Linked DNA regions of Pan troglodytes: region 1 is linked to region 2. The links are chromatin contacts, called in public Hi-C maps. All regions are on one chromosome and are shown on one strand. Each heading gives the region's core, a stretch centred on a gene start, on an enhancer-like site or on the middle of the called end of the contact. The rest is flanking DNA. Distances are from core to core; before and after follow the strand shown.

Region 1 (6,749 bases), core at 3,136-5,635, 200 kb before region 2:
TTCAGTCTTCACCCCTCGCATGTATATAGGCAAAAGAAACATCCCAATCTCCTTCCTCCACCCCATCTCATCTTGTTCTTGTGAAAATCCAGTTATTTTAAATCCTGAAATAAATGGAAACTAAGCTTCTTGGAAAATGTAGAAAGCTTTTTTTGTTTCTAAGTTGTCCAAAGACAAAGGAATGAGGAAAAAAAAGACAAGTTTTATGCATTGAGATAGGACAGGAGGGGTTAAAAGGGCAACAAAGGTAAAGGAAGAAGGCTAGAGAAAGAAAGGAGGGTGGCAAACGGAATGGTTTAGTTGAGACAAGAACTGGTGAATGAACTTCTGTGTGTGATAGAAGGGGGAGGCTAGTTTTGATGTAGTTAGATTTAGATAAATAGTACTGCCTTGCATTTCATAAATGTCCCTGCTTTTACCATTTCACTTGTTGAGTTGCTGCTCTATACTAGGCCCTATCCTAGATGCTTGTTAAAAGAACAGACGTGCCCAGGTAGCCATAAACTTTACGGTGTAGTGAGAAAGACAGTTACTAAACTAGTAGTCAGGCAGATATTTAATTATAATTTGTAATAATTGGTATGAAGGAAGAGAATAGGCCCTACTACAGATTAACAAGGGAGACAGGCTGAGACAAAGTAAAGAGAAGAGCATCATTTGTCTCTATATCATTTTCAAATCCAGCCTAAATCGCAGCAGCATAAATTAGGGTATGTGGGAGCAGACAGATCCAGATGGAAGTAGGTCCAGATGGAGGTAGGTCCAGATGGAGGTAAGAAAATCAAAGATGCATTAACTTAAAAGAATTAATGGAGATTATATTGGTTATGTCTCGTATGAGGAAGCACTATTTCGTAAGTATGAGGGGATGTGTGGAGGAAACAGGACAAATATTTTGTATCAGAGCTATCTGGGAGAAGCCTGCCTGGTTATAGAAGTTATTAGTACAGAAGAAAATGACAGATATGAAAGGAACATTATGAAACAACTATAAAATCAAGCATTTTACATGAATTGTCTTACCTGATCCTCAATATTTCCATTGTATATATGGAGAAATTGTAACTCAGAAAGCATAACTAACCCTATGAACATAAACACAGTTTATGATTCCCTTATGGGTCAAAGGCAAACTCTGGTAAACAACTAGATCCAGGCTTTGTGAGACCTAAAGTTCCTTCCACTTGGGGAGCTTTATTTAAGAAAAAGATTACAAAATGTGAATACAAAAATAGAAACAGGGCCTTGCCAGGGGCATCTGTGAGTGAGGGACCCTGACACTCCATCAGCTTTAAAGCAAATCTGCTTCCATCGAGCACCACTGAGGTTTAAGCTCCATCAGTCCCCAGACTGAGAAAATTTAGTTGCTGGTGCAAATTTTAATCAAAGTTAGTATCACAGAGGAATCAGTCTTCCTATCCAAAAGGGTAGAAAGGGCTCAAGTAAAAGCATAGGCAGTGGCTCAAGCCAAGGAGATTATGGGAAAAAAAAATGATAAGGTTTGAAAAATAGTACAGTTACCTGTATCCCTTAGGCCATTTAAAGACAGAACTAGGTTTAACAAATGGCACAGCTACTATTTGTAGCCAGCATTTTAGTGAGAAGCAATTTACCTCACAGTTGACCATTCTAGTAACCTGGGCAAATCACTTGATCTCCTGTGTCCTAGTTCTTCATTTGTAAAGTAGGAATAATAATAGTACCTAACTCAAAAGACTGTTGTAATGATTAAATCAGTAAATTCAGGGACTTAGAATTGTGTCTGGAATATTCCAAGTGCTCAGTAAGTGATGGCTCTTATTACATTTATTATCTAGCTTCATCTGACTTCACTGCATTTCCAATTGTTCATGTATAAAAATGTGAGGAAAAATCTCTGTTGGAAAACTACCTATCTCTCTTTAGAAACAGTAAGTTATCTGTCTGAAAATTCCTCAGTCCTATAAGATAGAAACTAGCAACTTTTAATTAATGCCATAATGAAATGTTTCCTATGGAGACCCTTCTTATAGTTAACATTTTGTTCCTCCCTGAAAAGTTTTCCCTATTGAGGATGTTGTATAAAGCTTGTAAAGCACCTTAGGATTGGTTTTGAAATCTGTATCTTCCTGAATTTCTATTGATTGTGTAACAAATAGTAATGTTGAAGGAAAATACACAATAAAATGGCAATGACTTATGATGATTCATATCTGAAAACAAGCTCTCATCATAAGTAGGATTAAAATACATCCTTTGGGAATTCTTCAGAAGCTAAATGAAAGGCTTTACTCAATACAAAATTTAACACATTTCCATAATATTGCTATGCTGTAATTTATTAAACTATTCTCCCGTGGTTGGTTTGTTCTTTTTTGTTGAGGTTTTTTTTTTTTTTTTCTGTTTTCTATAACATTGAAGGAAAAAATCTTTGTGCAGAAACCTTTGAGCTTATGTTGAATTGTTTCCTTAGAATAAATTCCTAGAATTACTAAGTCAATACAGCTGATTTTTTACTTTTTAATTCCTTATTTGCATTGCTTCCCCACTTTTCAGCTTTTACCTTTCCATTATTTTCACAGAACACAGTGAAATATGTTACCTGGCAATTTCTCAAATCATTTTGCAACTTATGTTCACTTTGCCATTAGTTTCTGGAGCTATTAATCATGCTCAGTTTTTGTTTTTAATCTGATTTATCTGAAGGAATCAAGTTGACATTTCAAGTCTGTGCAAAAGATGTTTTTCTGCGCATGGAGACCACAAGATCTGATGGAATATCTAGTAAATCATTCCAATATATTTACATATATAGATACATAGAAGGTTGAGAGATGATATTGAAGAAAGGAATTACCTTGCAGTAGTACTGCATAATATTGGTCTTTTTAAATTTGGCTTCACTGTTTCCCTCTAACCTAAAGATCCATAATGACTTCCCTTCTGCCTTTATCTAGAATTTTCCTCTGATCAATTAGACTTGGAAGGCTGACTTGGGCTTTCCTTCAGCTCTCTTTGTAACACTCTGAAGTTGTTAAAATATTCTACCATCTCGTCCCTGTCTGTCTTCTGCTATCACACTGTATCCCACACATCGAAACTGATTGTCAGCTCTTCTCAGTGATGCCTCTTTTACAGCCTTCAGATTTTTGGTGTATTTCTGTCTAGGAAAACTCCAGCCAGAGAAATGCCAATCTGTTTGCATGTTAACAAGGGGCCAGAGGGTGATTTATTCCACTTGACCATTATGTAGTCAAATTTGACCTTTTAAAAAATAAGCGTATATTGTGCTCAAAGCCTAGCTCCACTAAGTATACACTATTAAGTTCATGTACGACCTTTTCAGTCTCTCAAATGTGCCATCAGATTATTTAAATAAGGGGTTTTTAAGCGTGAAATAAAGAAAAAGTAAGTTGTTAATGAAGAGCATGAGATTTGGAGGTAAAACATCTGGTTTCAAGTGGCACTTCTGAGACTTACAAGCTATGGGGTCTTGACCAAATTGTGAAGCTTTCTGAGCCAGTTTCCTTATCTGCTGGATGGGGATAATTATATTCCTGAGTTTGTTAAGAAAATTAAATGATATAGGGAAAGTTTTTCTATAATAATGTGAATGCTATTCAAAAGTATATTACACCATAGTTTCTCTCTTCACTTTATGACTGCCAAGATCCAAAATTAGGATGGTCCCAAAAGGAATGTGGCAATAAATCTGTAGAATAAGATGCAATGTGCAGCATTCTACCTCATATATTTTCCCTAAGATGTTTTAAAATTATAAACTGTGTTTCTGGGTGATCACTAAAGATATCATCTAGAGGTAGATGTTTGATCCAAATTTCACCTGAGGTCGAAAAGCTGAGGTCTTGGCTGGTGTTCAAGGAACCAACATGGGAACAGAATTGAATGTGCTCAAAGCTGTTATAAAGCTTTGTGTTGGTACAAAGGGGGAGTGGATACAATAACTACAGCAAAGTCAAGATTAAAAACTAAAGTCAGAAAAATTCTGTCTCAAGGCAGGGAGGCAAAGGGAAAGAGAGAGCTAACAAATAAAAACTGGCTCCAAAATTTGCTATAACTGGTCTCAAAGAAGATGGTGGCTGGAAAGAACTCCTAAATCATCACTGAGTTGAGCCAGGATTACTTGTATATGGATCTGTCACTGACTAATAAGGAATAAGCACATAAGCACACTGAGGTTCATTTTCTTTTGTGTGTGTGTGACACTTTCTTATTCAAATTACACAAAAGATAATTGCAAACAATTTTTGTTAAATATGTATAAGCCCATGCCAATTCTTCAATATATGTGAACAAAAGCGTTTTCAGAGTAGTTATAAGGCTTCAGTACTATGAGCTGAATCATTTCCCATGACCTAATCAGTTTAAGAATGTAACACTAAACCCACAGTAACTGGTTATGACTGTAACTAGCATAGCTTTCAGGAAATGAACAAGGGTGTTTCTTCCATGATTATAAGGACCAATTGTTTAGGCTTTCTCTAAGTGTGGATTATTGAGAAAATAATACTTTGTTTTACCCAATCGATCTCTCTCTTTTTTGCTCCTTACAAATCTAACTTATTAACTCTCACACTTATTTTATATAAATGGTACATATAGAAAGGAGCATTATTTAAAAGAACACAAACATCTAAGTAAAACTAAAGTATTTGTTAGTAGTAACTTCTTTAGATTCATCATATATATACACTCACACACATGTGTAGACACACAGAGACACACACAGTATTTATAAACAGTCAAACCTAAGTAAATGCTATAACAATTTCAGAAATTCTTAGACTCAGTTTTGGAAGAAAAACTAATGAAACCAAGTATAGCAGATAGGAGGATTTCAGCCTCAGAAAGTCTATAACCTAACTCAAAGTGGCTTAAATGATAACAAATTAATCTCACATAAAAAGAATTTCTGACACTAAAAAGGCTAATTCAGTAGCTCAAAGGACACAATGGCTCAAGGACCTACTTATTTCGACCTTTCCAGTCTACCACTGAATCACTGGACCACAGTTTTTGAAATGTTGGCTTAGCTTCTCTCATGCCTGCCATATGGTTGGAGCATTGTCAGGTATCACATCCAGACCACTGTCCACAGAAAAAGAGACTATGTTTTCCAGTGTTTTATTAATACTAAAGAAATCGTTCTCAGAAGTCTCCAGAAGACTCTCTCCCATGATCATTGGCTAAAACTGATGAGTCAAGTGGCAAGTGAATCTGATAATTACTATTATCATCTAAGTCTAATCAGTGTCTACATCGTGAAGGTAAGGATGGGATGGCTTGTTAAGAAGAATGTGACAATGCAAAGGAAAGGCAAATATCTTAAAAAATAAGTATCTTCCATGTAACTGTATTAGTTCGTTTTCATGCTGCTGATAAAGACATACCCGAGACTGTGCAATTTACAAAAGAAAGAGGTTTAATTGGATTTACAGTTCCACGTGGCTGGGGAAGCCTCACAATCATGGCAGAAGGCAAGGAGAAGCAAGTCCCATCTTACAAGGATGGCAGCAGGCAAAGAGAGAATGACAGCCAAGCAAAACAAGTTTCCCCTTATCAAACCATCAGCTCTTGTGAGGCTTATTCACTACCATGAGAACAGTATAGGGGAAACTGCCCCCATGATTCAATTATCTCCCACAAGGTCCCTCCCACAACACATGGGAATTATGGGAGTACAAGTGAAGATGAAATTTGTGTGGGGAAACAGAGCCAAACCATATTATTCTGCCCCAGCCCCTCCCAAATCTCATAACTTCACATTTCAAAACCAATCATGCCTTCCTGACAGTCCCCTAAAGTCTCAAATTATTTCAGCATTAACTCAAAAGTGCACAGTCCAAAGTCTCTTCCAAGACAAGGCAACTCCTTTCCACCTATGTGCTTGTAAAATCAAAAGCAAGTTAGTTACTTCCTAGATACAACGGGTGTACAGGAATTGGGTAAATACAGCCATTCCAGATGGGAGAAATTGGCCAAAACAAAGGGGTGACAGGTCCCATGTAAGTCCAAAATCCACCAGGGCAGTCAAATATTAAACTTCCTTTGACTTCATGTCTCACATCCAGGTCACGCTAATGCAAGAGGTGACCTCCCATGGTCTTAGGCAGCTCCACCTGTGTGGCTTTGAAGAGTACAGCCTCCCTCCCAGCTGCTTTCACAGGCTGGTGTTGAGTGTCTACCACTTTTCCAGGCACACAGTGCAAGTCGTCAGTGGATCTACATTCTGGCGTCTGGAGGACAGCAGCCCTCTTCTTACAGCTCCACTAGGCGGTGCCCCAGTAAGGACTCTGTGTGAGGACTCCAACCCCACATTTCCCTTCTGCACTGCCCTAGCAGAGGTTCTCCATGAAAGCCCCACTCCTGCAACAAACTTCTGCCTGGACGTCAGACATTTTCATACATCTTCTGAAATCTAGGTGGTTCCTGAACCTCAATTCCTGACTTCTGAGTACCCACAGGCTCAACACCACATGGAAGCTGCCAAGACCTGGGGCTTGCATCCTCTGAAGCCACAGTCTGAGTTCTATGTTGACCCATTTCAGCCATAACTAGAGTGGCTGGGATGCAGGGCACCAAGTCCCTGGCTGCACACAGCTCAGGGACCCGAGGCCTGGCCCACGAAACCACTTTTTCCTCCTAAGCCTCCAGATCTGTGATGGAAGGGGCTGCCTGAAGACCTCTGATGTGCTCTGGAGACATTTTCCCCATTGTCTTGGGGATTAACATTTGGCTCCTCATTACTT
Region 2 (7,090 bases), core at 1,340-3,839:
GGGGACCAGTCTGCCTTCGCAGGACTAACAAATTAGCTACAAGATTAGAAATTACAGTTTAGGGGTCATGTGGCCTCTGGCTCCAAGAGTCTGCACCCTCCCACCCTCCAAGTTGCTCCTGGGGATAACATCTCTATTGTAAAATCTAAGATCAGTGCTTGAGATATTTTACAGACTCTGCACTCCATAGATCAGCTGACACCACTGAGACCAGCAATCTGGCTCAACCATATCTGCCATCCCACCCAGGAACAGAAGATAGCAAGAAAAACTCACTTAGACCCCCTATGATTCCATCTCCAACCTAACCAATCAGCACTCCCCACTTCCCAAGCCCCTACCCACCAAATTATCTTTGAAAACTCTGATCCTTGAATGCTCGGGGAGACTGATTTGAGTGATAATAAAACTCCCGTCTCCCCCACAGCGGGCTCTGTATGAATTACTCTTCCTCCATTGCAATTCCCCTGTCTTGATAAATTGGCTCTGTCTAGGCAGCAGGCCAGGTGAATCCATTGGGTGGTTACAGAATTGTGAAGAGCAAGTATCTGAGTGCCTCATTATGTTTTCCAACACAGTCATACTTGAACATTTTACATGATGGGATATAACTTATTATACTAGAAATATATTTAAAATATCTGATTTCTTCTTTATATTACATTTGGCATTACATTTCTTTTTATTAAGTGTGTAAGCAGTTTATATATTAATTTCATTTCAGAAAGTAAAGGATTTGGGGTCTGATCAGTTTGAGAATCAATTTTTTGTGTGTGTGTGGAATGGAGAGTTAGTAGTTATTTTTGAGAGAGAACAGTATGGGAATTATTAGATTAGTAGAAATAAACTAAAGTGAAAATCAATGTGCCTGAGGTTCATTCTTAAATCTTACTAAGTGGCAATATGACATTCAGCAAGTGATTTAACTCTCTGAATCTCCATTTCCCAATTTTAAAATGAATCCATTAGACTAAGAGGTCCACAAGATCTTTTTCTATTATTCAATCATTGAATAAAGACTGTTTTAAACTTTCTTTACAATTAAGTGTGTTGCTTTGATTACATTCATCAAAGAAATTTCCACCTAAACTGGCTCTTCAATATTGATGACCTAATACAAATTTAATGTTTTAACAATCAGTAACACACCTTCCTAGAGATTCAGGAAGGGAAGCTTAATCTGTCAGGGTATCTTTAAATAAATAGTGTGTTAGCTTAATTATACAATGTCAGCTTTTAATTCTAAGAAGGTATATAAAACCTAAAAGCAAGGTGTTCCCCAACCCCCCGCCACCAACCCCGCCCCAGGCTTTTGAAATTTGTGCCCCCATTGAAGAGTATTTTCACCTCTGAACTTTCAAGGACAACTCCTTTTGCCTCATTGAAACTGGCTTTCAAGCTTGGCAACCAAGATAAGAATATTAAGTACACTTATTTTAACACTCAAGGACACTTTCTGAATAAACCAGAATCTAGGGAGATATAAGTGAATAATTTGGACCTGCTCTCTTTGAATGTTTATAATCTGGTGGAAAAAAAATGACATATGAATATTGATTTGTGACCAGTGCAAAGGGGGCAAAAATTCATATCCCAAAGAAAACGGGGACACATCAGGTCTGTCTTGTTCATCACTGTGTCCACAGGGCCTGACACCTAGTAGGCTCAGTGGGAGAAAGGAGCCCCAATTACCAACAAAAGCCAGGAAAGAACGGGAGGCTCTTACGGAAAAGGGTGATATTTAAACTGAGCAAGGAGGCACCTGGAAATAGTGCTACCTAATAATTTTTGGCGATCAGACTGGCACACTAGAACGGTTCATAAGACCAGCCTTCTCCCATTGGCTAGCTTCCTTCCTCACCCTTCTCACTCTGGGCAAGCCGCTTCCTCTCTCTGGGCCTCTTGCTTTTCCTCTGTAACATAAAAGGGGTTGAGCAATATCATCTCTGAGAGCGCCATGTGTGTGCGTGCCAGAGGGAAAACCCCCACAACGCTAATACACCAAAACTGCAGGTTTGCACAACAACTGAATTCTGCTGAATGCAAACAGGCAAACAGCATTTACCAGGAAACAAAACAAAATCAAGCACATAAAAAAGTAGGAAGAGTTGGAAAACGGAAGGAAAATAAGTTCTCAAACAGCTGGAATAGTTGATGTTAGCTAGCGAAGTTTTTCAGAGGAAAAAACAAAAAGTTGGTTATGAGGCAACTGGACCTGAGAAAAAAGACTAAGGGGGAAGAATAGCAAGTAAAACAGAACTCCACTTGCTAGATCTCTCCCTCTGTCGCGCTCTTTCACCTGACCCACTCCCTTATTCCCTCCACAGCCTTTCCTTCTCTCCCTACGTTACTGCACAGGAAAGAAGTCTGGGTCATGTGCGGACCGCTTGTGGCTCTTAAATCCTCTTTTTGTCACCCTGGCCGTGCAAAATTTTGAAACGTCCCTCGGCAAAAAAAATAAAAATAAAAAAAATAATCTGTCCCTGGGCTCTTCCCTAGTTCTGGGTCCAGTTGCAGCCAAGTGAGGGGCAGCGCGCGCTCCCAAGTCCCCGCTTCAGAGACGGGCACGCGCCTGGCGCCCAACCCCCAATCCCCTGCTGCTCAGTGACCCCGCCCACGGGTTTCCGGGCCGGCGTAGCTATTTCAAGGCGCGCGCCTGGCGGTGGACTCACCGCTAGCCCGCAGCGCTCGGCTTCCTGGTAATTCTTCACCTCTTCTCTCAGCTCCCTGCAGCATGGGTGCTGGGCCCGCCTTGCTGCTCGCCGCCCTCCTGCTCCTTCTCTCCGGCGACCGCGCCGTGCGCTGCGACACACCTGCCAACTGCACCTATCTTGACCTGCTGGGCACCTGGGTCTTCCAGGTGGGCTCCAGCGGTTCCCAGCGCGATGTCAACTGCTCGGTTATGGGTAAGCCGCCGGCTCGGCAGTCCTCCGGGTCGTCCTTTCTGCCCTTGAGCCCCTAACGCAGCGCCACGCCAACTACCGCTTCCCCCCAGGCAGACGCTTGTGGGTGGCCAGAGCATCTTGACTGGATTCGGGGACCCTTGGGGACCTTCTTCCCCGCCAGGCTCGCGAAGTTAAAGTTCATCTGCTGAGAACTTCTAACTCCACACTTTCTTGGTTATCTTGGGGACTCAACACTTTTATCAAGAACTTTTTTATTCCTCCCGCTTAATTTTGTTTGCTTTGAGAGAGACTTGGGAACTGCAATCGTTTGGTTCTCCAGTCCGATCTGGTAGCGTTATTTTTAAAATTTATTTTTATTTTTTATTACTATTGTACTAGTGAAGATAGATGAGCTCAAAGACTCTCGAGGATCTAGCAGGAAGTTTTCTCTTTTTGTTAGATGGTGGGAAAGGGACTTTCTGCCCAGCGATTTTGGTTTGAGCGTGTGTTGATGAGTACTAGAAAACGGCTAGTACCACTCTGCATTGTTTCATGCATTGCAAGGAGGTAAAATTTTTTTTAAAAATTAATAACAAAGAAAACTTAACTCTGAACCTAGTAATTAGAAATGCCCAGAGTCTGCACAATGTTTGGCTCATGGAAGGCTCTCAATAAATACCTAGTGTTTGAACATACTGGAGATATTCCATATGCCTTCAGATAACATGGTTACCCCTAGAACAAAGAACCTAGTGAAGGGGGTGGGGTGGAAAAAAGAGAATCACTAGTTAGAAGAGTCACACTGTGGTCTACCCAAACCCTCTTACAGCCTGTGACTTCTGCAGAGTCAGTAAAAAATCAGCTATAATTTTCTTGTCAACAGAACAAAGATTAAGTCATTTGTTACTAAAGAAATACCTTTTTAACTGACTGTATAGCATTTCATAATCCTGAACATTGTAACTTTTTTTTTTTTTTTTTTTTGAGAATGGAGTCTTGCTCTGTCACCCAGGCTGTAGTTCAGTGGCGGGATCTCGGCTCACTGCAACCTCCGCCTCCCGGGTTCAAGCGATTCTCCTGCCTCAATCTCCCGAGTAGCTAGGATTACAGGCACATGCCACCACGCCCGGCTAATATTTTGTATTTTTAGTAGAGACGGGTTTCACTGTGTTAGCCAGGATGGTCTCCATCTCCTGACCTCGTGATCCGCCCGCCTCGGCCTCCCAAAGTACTGAGATTACAGGCGGGAGTCACCACGCCCGGCCTTTTTTTTGTTTTTTTGTTTTTTTTTAAATTTAAGTTTGAAGGTTGGGGCAGAAAGAGATCAGGATTTGCACTGCCCTGTCACATGCAATCTCCCATGTCAGAGCATTAATCTCAAACATGGAAAAACTTTAAAATACAGAACTCTCCAGATGGACACAGCTGAACCATTTTCAGGAAGGCTCTGCCTATAAAATTACCTTTGGCCTTAATTCAGTAATTAAAGGCACCCACAGGTCTGAGCCCTCATCTATGAAGGTTAAACGTATCATTCCTATCAGCACTAATTGGTTTTATAGGATACAAACCTCTAGTTTGCTGAATAAACTTTGGAAGGATTCAGATTATGAGGTTCTAAACCGTAGAGCCTTTGAGGAGAAAGGTACCCCATTTCTTCTCCGAATAGATCATTTTGTGTCTTCTCCTGGGCTTAGCACATTGTCTTCCTTAGGATCTGATAGTCTGTTTATTTATCTTTTTGTTGTCATACCTTTTATTCTTGCATTTCCCACTTTTGACTAGTATTTTGCCTTTTCTCCGTTTCTGGAAGCCTGTAATTTTCAACATTCCGCATTTCTCCTTTTGTTCAGTGGAAAAATTTCTTCAGTGTTGGGATGCTCTGGAAAGGTACTGTAGTTTTGGGGGTCTCCCTGCCTGCTGGGCTGCATAGCATATCTCTCTTTTTTGAGACAAGGTCTCACTGTGTTGCCCAGGTTGGAATGCAGTTGTGCAATCATAGCTCACTGCAGCCTCCAACTCCTGGGCTCAAGCAATCCTTCCACCTCAGCTTCAGCCGCTCAAATAGCTGGGACTACAGGCAATGCACCACCATAACCAGCGAATTTTTAAAAATTATTTTTGTAGAGAAAGGGTCTCACTATGTTGCCCAAACTAGTCTTGAAGTTCTGACCTCAGCCCCGCAAAGTGCTAGGATTACAGGCGTGAGCCACTGCTTCTGCTTGCATTATCTCAAATTTTTAGAGCCTAACTTCACAGTCTTGCCTCGGAGCAGGAACTGTTTGAGGCAACAAGATGGAGCCTCTGGTTTCTTCACTAGGCAGACTGTGCTTAAACTGGGTAGCATGAAAGGAAAGCAGCACAATTATAATTGAAATTGGGGGATTCTTTCCCCTATTGAAATCCAAATAATTTTCCTTTATTGTGCTTTTTTTTTTTTCTTTAGGACCACAAGAAAAAAAAGTAGTGGTGTACCTTCAGAAGCTGGATACAGCATATGATGACCTTGGCAATTCTGGCCATTTCACCATCATTTACAACCAAGGCTTTGAGATTGTGTTGAATGACTACAAGTGGTTTGCCTTTTTTAAGGTTAGTTTTGTTGGAAGTTGGATTTACATTTTCAATGATTTGATATCTGAAACCTCTTCTGATTAGTAGACCCTGAGAATTTTAATTTTAGATTAAGAAGATGACCGGAATTGACACCACTCTTCCCAAGAGTAGTAGTAGTTGGTATAATTTTGCCACTTTATTTAAAATTATGATTTTAGTAGGTTTATGAAATACCAATGCTACATTTGAATATGTATAAATTATGTTTAAAATTTACATTTTAGTAAGTATGACTAAATTCTTAATTTATTTTCATTATTACTACCACTTTATTTCTAAATGTTGCCATAGTCATTTGGCTTTGTTCTAAATCTGTAGGAAAGATACAGAGATTACACATTTTGTTTTCTTGCAGTTACTATGCTGTCCTTCCTATCACTACCTGTTGGCTGTGAGGTAGTGATAGGCCTAAATGATTCATTATCTTAAATGTACTAAATATGTTGAGTAATTTTTTCTTCTAAACTAAGAGAAAGAGAGAACCTAGGAGTTACTCCCTTAGGCTGGTTAAAGTGAAAGGTAGCCAAGTCAACCCAGCTTGTTTCCTTCTCTCATTAGGAAAGAACTATTGTTCATTCTCATAACACACTTATTCCAATTGCAAACATACTCAGGGTTAAAATAGTTTAGCACAAATTGCAGCCCATTTCATTTGTTATTCACAAGCTGGAACTTTTCTTGTAAGCTAAATATTAAATGGTTCAAGTAAATTGGATACATAAGCCTGAAACTAGGCGTTTCTCATTATACATAGAGTATAAATTAAGACAGACTTTTTCATGGTGAAAGGTTTACAGCCTTTAAAACATCTGGGAAGAAGTGGGAAAGTAGGGAGTAACTCTGTTAAATATGATAAAAGACAAAGCACCAACAAAGGCCTAGTTCTAAACTTGTTATAATTTCTCATGGGAGTTGTGGTTTGTCACAAGGTTATGGCGGTCCAAGCAAGTTTACAATATTTTTTAGAATAATAACTCCCAGAAATATTTTTAAAATAAGGACCTTCTTTAATATGGAAAAAAAAAGATGAAATAGAGAGGAAGAGGTTGCCTCTCCTCAACTGGATTTGCTGGTGTGATATGCAGCTGGTGGAAACCAGTTTGTCCATGCTAGCTGTTGATGGCCACCAGTCCACTGAATTAGTGGAAACCCATGCTTAACCAGTTGTTAACTATTTTTAGTATCATTTCCAGATGCTACGCATTTTTTTTGTAAAAAACATACTTACAATAGGATCTATATAAATTTTTAAAATTGTAATGTATATGTGGTATATTTAACCTGAAAATAATCTTTGGTGTATATGTTGATGAGCCTAGGCCTTTGCAGACCTCTTACAGTTACTCTGTCACAGCCCTTCAAAGGTTCTTTGACTTCAGATTAAGAATCAATTGCATGTGGAATGCATGTGCAAAGGAAGAGATATTCAAGGCAATTGTTACCATGTACCATAAACCTTGTACATAATTTTTTGTCATTTTCTTTTCCTCTGTCTCTATCCCTTCTTCTTTGACACACAATAGACACCTAGTCAATTTATTACAAAAAAAATGAATGAATGAAGTGGAATTCAGTTGGGAAATAGGTTA

Evidence for each region. A called contact is a pair of places that touch in the nucleus more often than the background predicts.
Region 1: a contact with region 2 is called in a Hi-C map of stem cell-derived neural progenitor cells, with 2.2 times the contacts expected there. The contact joins the enhancer-like site here to the promoter of CTSC in region 2. A contact is called at or near these places in 2 of 7 Hi-C or Micro-C datasets (a lymphoblastoid cell line and stem cell-derived neural progenitor cells) and 1 of 1 datasets of contacts at active chromatin or transcription factors (stem cell-derived excitatory neurons).

What each region holds. Positions count from the first base shown.
Region 1 is chr9:90,514,272-90,521,020 of NHGRI_mPanTro3-v2.0_pri, reverse strand. The region is part of intron 12 of GRM5 (glutamate metabotropic receptor 5); the gene reads left to right. The region is part of intron 2 of LOC134807367 (a long non-coding RNA gene); the gene reads right to left. Among named protein-coding and RNA genes, the nearest start is that of CTSC, 200 kb to the right of the region's middle. Within about 2 kb of position 4,385, at least 2 of the 24 cell types and tissues checked have an H3K27ac peak or open chromatin away from gene starts, as enhancers often do. A contact at or near this core is called in stem cell-derived neural progenitor cells, where this site is marked.
Region 2 is chr9:90,312,787-90,319,876 of NHGRI_mPanTro3-v2.0_pri, reverse strand. CTSC (cathepsin C) reads left to right here and starts at 2,589. Exons shown (of 7, transcript XM_508684.7): 1 at 2,589-2,906; 2 at 5,332-5,477. The coding sequence starts at 2,735.